Regions from separate parts of the Callithrix jacchus genome. Here region 1 is linked to region 2. Evidence: chromatin contacts called from public Hi-C data. All regions are on one chromosome and are shown on one strand. The core of a region is the stretch at or near the end of the contact, and the rest is flanking DNA. Distances in the headings are between cores, read along the strand shown.

Region 1 (2,929 bases), core at 285-2,784, 190 kb after region 2:
TATAAAGAAAGAAAGAATGTGGCCTGTTTTCCCTCAAGACCTCCTCCTTATCCTTGCAGGGTGGAATGAATTGCTGATTGCCTCTTTCTCCCACCGCTCAGTTTCCGTGCAGGATGGCATCCTTCTGGCCACGGGTTTACACGTCCACCGGAGCAGTGCCCATAGTGCTGGGGTCGGCTCCATCTTTGACAGGTGTCTCTCTTCTGCTTTCAGTATTTGTGTGTATTATGTATGTGTATGTATACACATGGGTATATACATGAATTATGTGGGCATAAACCTCTGGGTAGTGCTGGGATGGAGGATGGGCAGCTCAGTTAGCTGCACGTGACTATGCAGAGACCACTTGGCACATGAAACTATAAACCTGGGGAATGAGGGAGAGATTAAAATAAAGGTTGAGATCACAATAAGACGGAGCCAATCAGAGGCCAGCACAGTTGCCGGGCAGATGGAAGAAACAGTTATCCCAATGGGTTTTCCAAGAAGAGATTAGATCTTGACACCAGCTAGTAAGTTGTGGGTGGAGAGGGTAAACTGCTTATCCTAGGGGCCAGGGATGGAAAGGGATCAGGATCTGTCCACAAGCGAATAGGCAAAATGGGCTGTTTATGCTGGGCTCTGGATGATCTCAGAAGGAGGCCTGCAGCAGGAGCAAACCCATCTTGGTCAGGCAGGGACACCCTGGCAGACATTCTGGGCCTTAAAATGATACTAAAGGAAAATTAAGCCATCAGCCGAGGAGTCAAATAAAATGAGTAGTTAATGACTTGAGAATGGGAGGTTGGAGAACTGGTAAAGAGGAGAAATCAGTTGAAATTAATCTCTCTGTCCAATGCCAGGGCCCTGTGGCCCCTTTCCACCTCCATGGTAAATGGTCTTTTTTTTTTTTTTTTTAATCATGTGCACATCCACTGAACTGTCTCTACTATTTCCCTGCCCTTTCCCACATGTTCCATGTAGAGTCCAACATGGCCTTTGGAATGACCCATCCCCCTTCAGGGTGCCTGGACATTTCTACCAGTTCACTGACTGCTGCCCTCTGCTGTGTTTTTCTAGATATGCAATGCCCTTGGCTTGCTTTGTGTGTTGCATTTCTAATTTCCAAGACTTCTGTGATGCCTTTCCGGTTCCCTGCTCAGAGTTCATTGCTGCCTCTTTGGCCACTTGGACTTTGCTCATGGCTGTTATATTCCTGGGCTTTGTGTTGCTGCTTGTTTTTATGTCTTTTCCTTTAGTTAAGCTGTAATCTTGCAGTGGAGGTGTGTATCTTTTTCATTTCTGTGTCCCTAGTACCTGGTACATTGTCTGGGAACAGAGTGGGTATGTAAAAATTTTGGTTGAATTCATTGTATTGACTCTTGGCCTGGTACTCATGGTTTTCTCATTACCTGCTCCTTTCCTGTTAACAGAGTTCTAACTGAGCTGGTTTCCAAAATGAAAGACATGCAGATGGACAAGTCGGAGCTGGGGTGCCTGCGAGCTATTGTGCTCTTTAACCCAGGTAACTGCCCTTGGACCCCAGGGGCTGGGTGTACTCAGCCCTTCTGTGGCCAGCCTCCACTGCTCCCATGTTGTTGGTCCTCCAGCTCAGCTGAAACAGAGACGGCAGAGCCAGGAACCCAGGAGAACTCACAGTGTCAGCTACAGCCATCTTAAAAAAATGTTTCGAATGGGCATGGCAGGCACATGTATGGGGCAAGTGGGGAAGATGAAAAATGACAGTGGCCTAGGGTGGCAGTGAAGGGGGTGGTAAAAAGCAGTCAGATTCTGAATGTATTCCTAGGTAAAGCCGCTATGATTTGCTGACGGATTGAATATAGGATGTGAAAGAAAGGAGTTAAATATGACTCTCTGTTTTTTTTTTTTTAATTTTTATTTTCCTGAACAATGGGAAAAATGAAGTTCTTATTCACTGAGGTGGGGAAAACTCCATGAGGAGCAGGTTCTGAGAGTAGGTGGGTAGGAATTAGGATCTTGTCTTTGGACATTAAAATAGAAGATGGGTAAGTAGATACCCAAGAGTGGCTGCCCAGAAAGCTCATATGAGTCTGGACCTCATGGGAGAAGCCAGGACCAGAGACATGCATCTGAGAGCTGGCAGCCTCTGCCTGTGTAAGGCTGTGACACTGGGGCGAGATCATCTGGGGAGACAGAGCAGAGAAGAGGGCTGGGGACTGAGCCCTGGGGGATGCCAACATTTAGAGGTCAGGGAGAAAAGGAAGAGCCAGCAAAGGAACCTGAGAAGGGGCAGGCAGTGAGATAGGGAGAGAATCAGAAGGGTGGTGTCCTGGAGGCTCAGGGAAAATAGTCTTTCACGAAGGAGTTGATCAGCTCCAGCAAACGCAGCTGTGGTCAAGAAAAATGAACCTTCGGAATGAGGAGTCGCTAGTGCAGAGGCTTTACCTCCAGAATTAGGCAATTAGTTCACTGATGCAGGACATGTGCCAATTCAGCTTTTGTGCCTCATCTTATCATTCAGTTCATGCTTAGCACATAGTAGATACTCAGTAAATGTGTGCAGGTAGTATTTCGAGAATGGCCTGGATAAAGTACAGCTCTCCTCTTTAGTCAGTGGTGCGTACATTTGCCTATTAATGGAATTTAAAATCTTTGCCCCAAGAGTTTGTTGGGTAAGTTGGGCACAGAAAGAAGAACAAGGGGGCACGAATGACCAGCTTTGTTTATTTCACACTTGTTTTCATCCAGGGTGTCTCTAGTAACTCTAGGGAGGGTGGCCAGAGGGAACAGGGACAGCCTCTGCTAGGAGATGTGTAACCAAAGGCTAAATCAGTCATCTCTTTTAGATGCCAAGGGCCTCTCCAACCCCTCTGAGGTGGAGACTCTGCGAGAGAAGGTTTATGCCACCCTTGAGGCCTACACCAAGCAGAAGTATCCGGAACAGCCAGGCAGGTGAGAGTGCTGGCAG
Region 2 (2,948 bases), core at 435-2,934:
TTTCAGAGCTCTATGGAGAACAAGACACTGGACTCCTAATGAAGATAAATTCCAGCTAAGATTAAAAAACGAAACAAGAAAAACTCCACGGGACCTATGGAGAACTCACTGGCACAGTGACTCAAAGACGTGAAAATTATAGTGACACTGGTTTTATAAGTCAGAGCCCAGATCATCAAAGCACAATGTAACATCAGTATAGCTCCATACTGGAAAACGAAGACCCTTCCTTTTATTAATAAAGTTCGTGGAAAAGTGACTCTATATATGGGGAACTCAGAATTACAGTACCCTTTGTATAGTAAGAAACAAGCATGGAAGTGAAGTAAAAAAACAGTATAATGATGTGAGCAATGGGAAGACCTCAGTGGAATGGAGGCAAAGCCATTGTGAGAATAGGAGAGATTCAGCCAGGCACTGTCAGAGGAGAAGGGAAGGGGGTAACACGGTGATTTGAAAAGTACAAAGATGTCATGTATGTAGGGCGTTAAAAGTTAGTATTGTTATTCCTTTCAGAAAATAGACAAGGTCTGCACAGCTAAGAACAATTCCATGCTTTATGTGCATTTGCTGAGAAAACAACTGTAGTAAATCTAAAGTAATTCCGACAAAGAACTGACCGTAGTCTATGACTCCTGAAGGTTTCTGAAGAAAGTAGCATACATGCTCTGCGTGTTGACCTGATGCAAATTCTTTGCGGGTCATCCAGGCATCCTTTCATCCTTCCTCTCCTGGGCCTATGAGTTAACTCAACCATAAGACCCACAAACACAGCTTAGATTTTCAGGGGCAGGGCTAATTTAAACCAGCCACTTTCCCCACAAGTTCAATAGCTTTTTTTTTCAACTTGTATCCTGATAATGGGCCAGAAAATATCGTCCTTCTATCCATGAAACAGAAGCTTAGATAATTTTAATTTCCTTCTATCCCCCGCACCCCCCAGACTGGTTCAGCTGCTGCTTTTCTTCTTTCAAACTTTTCAATTATTTCCTTTTTCTTTCCTCTCTGTTATCCTTCATTATGCTCATATTTACTTCCTGAAACTCTAGTCCCTGCTAGGTCTCACTAGCATGCAGAATGGGATTGGCAGAATACCAATCACCTCAACGTATTCCCTTCCCTCTTCCCCTATCCGCCTCTCCCTTCTTTTCTCTCCTTTCCTCCTCTCCCTTGATCTCCCCTCCCCTCGCACTCCCTCCTTCCTTTCCTTCCTTCTGACGGTATTCTCTTCCCCAGAAGCGGCATTTTCGTCTTCCACTCACAACCTTACTTCACCAACATGCCCACACCTTCCCTGAACCTCCACAGTTACTTTCTCATAAGACCTGTTGCAACCGTCCCCTCCCAGGGCTGTCATTATTAGTATTATTATTGGGTTGTTTTGTTTTTCCATCTCAGGAGCAAACTCTGGAGTCTTGATCCAGTCACCTCCTCCAGCACACTCCGGCAGGGTACCCAGCAGGGTGTGATCTCAGACACGCAGGGGGACTCCGTGGGCCCCTCCCACATCCCAGCACTCTCACTTACTGGGATTCCTCTGAAACCTCTCTCTTGGCCCCATAGTAACAGTCGGCTTACAAGTCTCGGCTCCTCCTTTAACTGGAATTTTGATCTTTAGTCACTAACATCCATGTCACAGGCAAGGGGAAAAACAGCCCCCTTTTCCGTCCAGTTTCTGTTTCCCTAAACCCCGCCCTCCCAGGGAAGCTGACCACTCAGCTCGGGCTTTTGTAGCAGCACCTGATTGGTGGATCACGGAAAGCGCGCTGGAGAGGGCGGAGCTCATTGGGCCGACTCCTCGCGCTTGGTAAGTGCGGTCGCCTAGGTCTGCATAGCAGGGACTTTGGCCGCGACTCGGGGCGGCCTGTTGCCAGAGCGAGCGCGGAGGCCCCCAGGCAGCGCGCTGAGCCCGAAGCAGGTCCCCGGAGTGCCAGGGACACAAACCCCAGTTCCTTCAGGAAGCCTTCCAGATCGACGAGGAGAGGTGGGATAGCCCCGATGGCTTCACCTCGGCCAGTCAGGGGAAGCTCTTTTATTCGTCATCCCCAAAGCATTATTATTATTCACCCTTGAAGTAAAAACCCACTTGCTTTTGACAGGGGCACAAGAAATACTTTTATTTTATGGGTCAGTGTAATTTCAGTGTAATTGTTTAAAATACGTAAACTCTGAAAAGGTCGGCATTCAGCCTTTCTGTCACTTCCTTACTTTTGGCCTTTTATATGAGAAAAATACCTTTCCTACTGTGTGTGTGTGTTTTTTTTTAATACTTGCTAGACATTTACATTTTGTTACTTGGGAGCCTAAAGTGTTTCCTTCTACATAGAGAGATAACACCTCGAATCCCTGCCACATTCTGAAAAGTAGGTACAGTTTACCTACTTTTTATTTTCAGATATGTTAAAAGACGCAGAAGGAGTAAAGGAATATGCTGAAGTCCTCGTGGGATTGCGGCTGGCCACTGTAAGGGACATTCCCCCCATATCATTTTGAATCCCCTTGGTTTAAAGAGAAAAGACCTGGTTTTCTGTCAGAAGGTGGAGGGCACTGATGGAGGAGGTGGGTAATAAGCAGACAAAAAGGGAAAGTGGAATAATGTACCCAGCATTCTTGGATATCCTCAGTGTAAAAATATTTCCCTTTCCTGAGTCGTTTTTGTTTTGATGTATGCATGTATGTATATATTTTAGCAAATAGTCAAAAAGCATTTGGAACTAAGTAGATCAAAAGGCTGGGTTTTTTTTCCTTATTTTTTTTCCTTATTTTTTTTGAGACAGGGTCTCACTCTGTCACCCAGGCTTGAGTGCAGTGGCACTCTGGGCTCATTGCAGCCTCCACCTCCTGGGTTCAAGTGGTCCTCCCACCTCATCCTCCCAAGTAACTGGAACTACAGACATGCGCTACCACACCTGAATAATTTTTTTTTTTTTTTTTGTAGAGACAGGGTT

Evidence for each region. Hi-C and Micro-C count contacts between places; a contact is called where the count stands out from the background.
Region 1: a Hi-C map of skeletal muscle shows a contact between it and region 2, with 2.9 times the contacts expected there. The contact joins the enhancer-like site here to the promoter of MGST3 in region 2. A contact is called at or near these places in 3 of 3 Hi-C or Micro-C datasets (induced pluripotent stem cells and skeletal muscle).

Annotation. Positions count from the first base shown.
Region 1 is chr18:36,400,952-36,403,880 of calJac240_pri, forward strand. It overlaps RXRG (retinoid X receptor gamma), which reads left to right. Exons shown (of 16, transcript XM_078355043.1): 13 at 60-192; 14 at 1,413-1,504; 15 at 2,808-2,913. Among named protein-coding and RNA genes, the nearest start is that of LMX1A, 53 kb to the right of the region's middle. Within about 2 kb of position 1,535, at least 3 of the 16 cell types and tissues checked have an H3K27ac peak or open chromatin away from gene starts, as enhancers often do. A contact at or near this core is called in skeletal muscle, where this site is marked.
Region 2 is chr18:36,211,958-36,214,905 of calJac240_pri, forward strand. MGST3 (microsomal glutathione S-transferase 3) reads right to left here and starts at 1,685. Exons shown (of 6, transcript XM_035280028.3): 1 at 1,528-1,685. The coding sequence starts at 1,561. RXRG (retinoid X receptor gamma) reads left to right here and starts at 1,766. Exons shown (of 16, transcript XM_078355043.1): 1 at 1,766-1,807.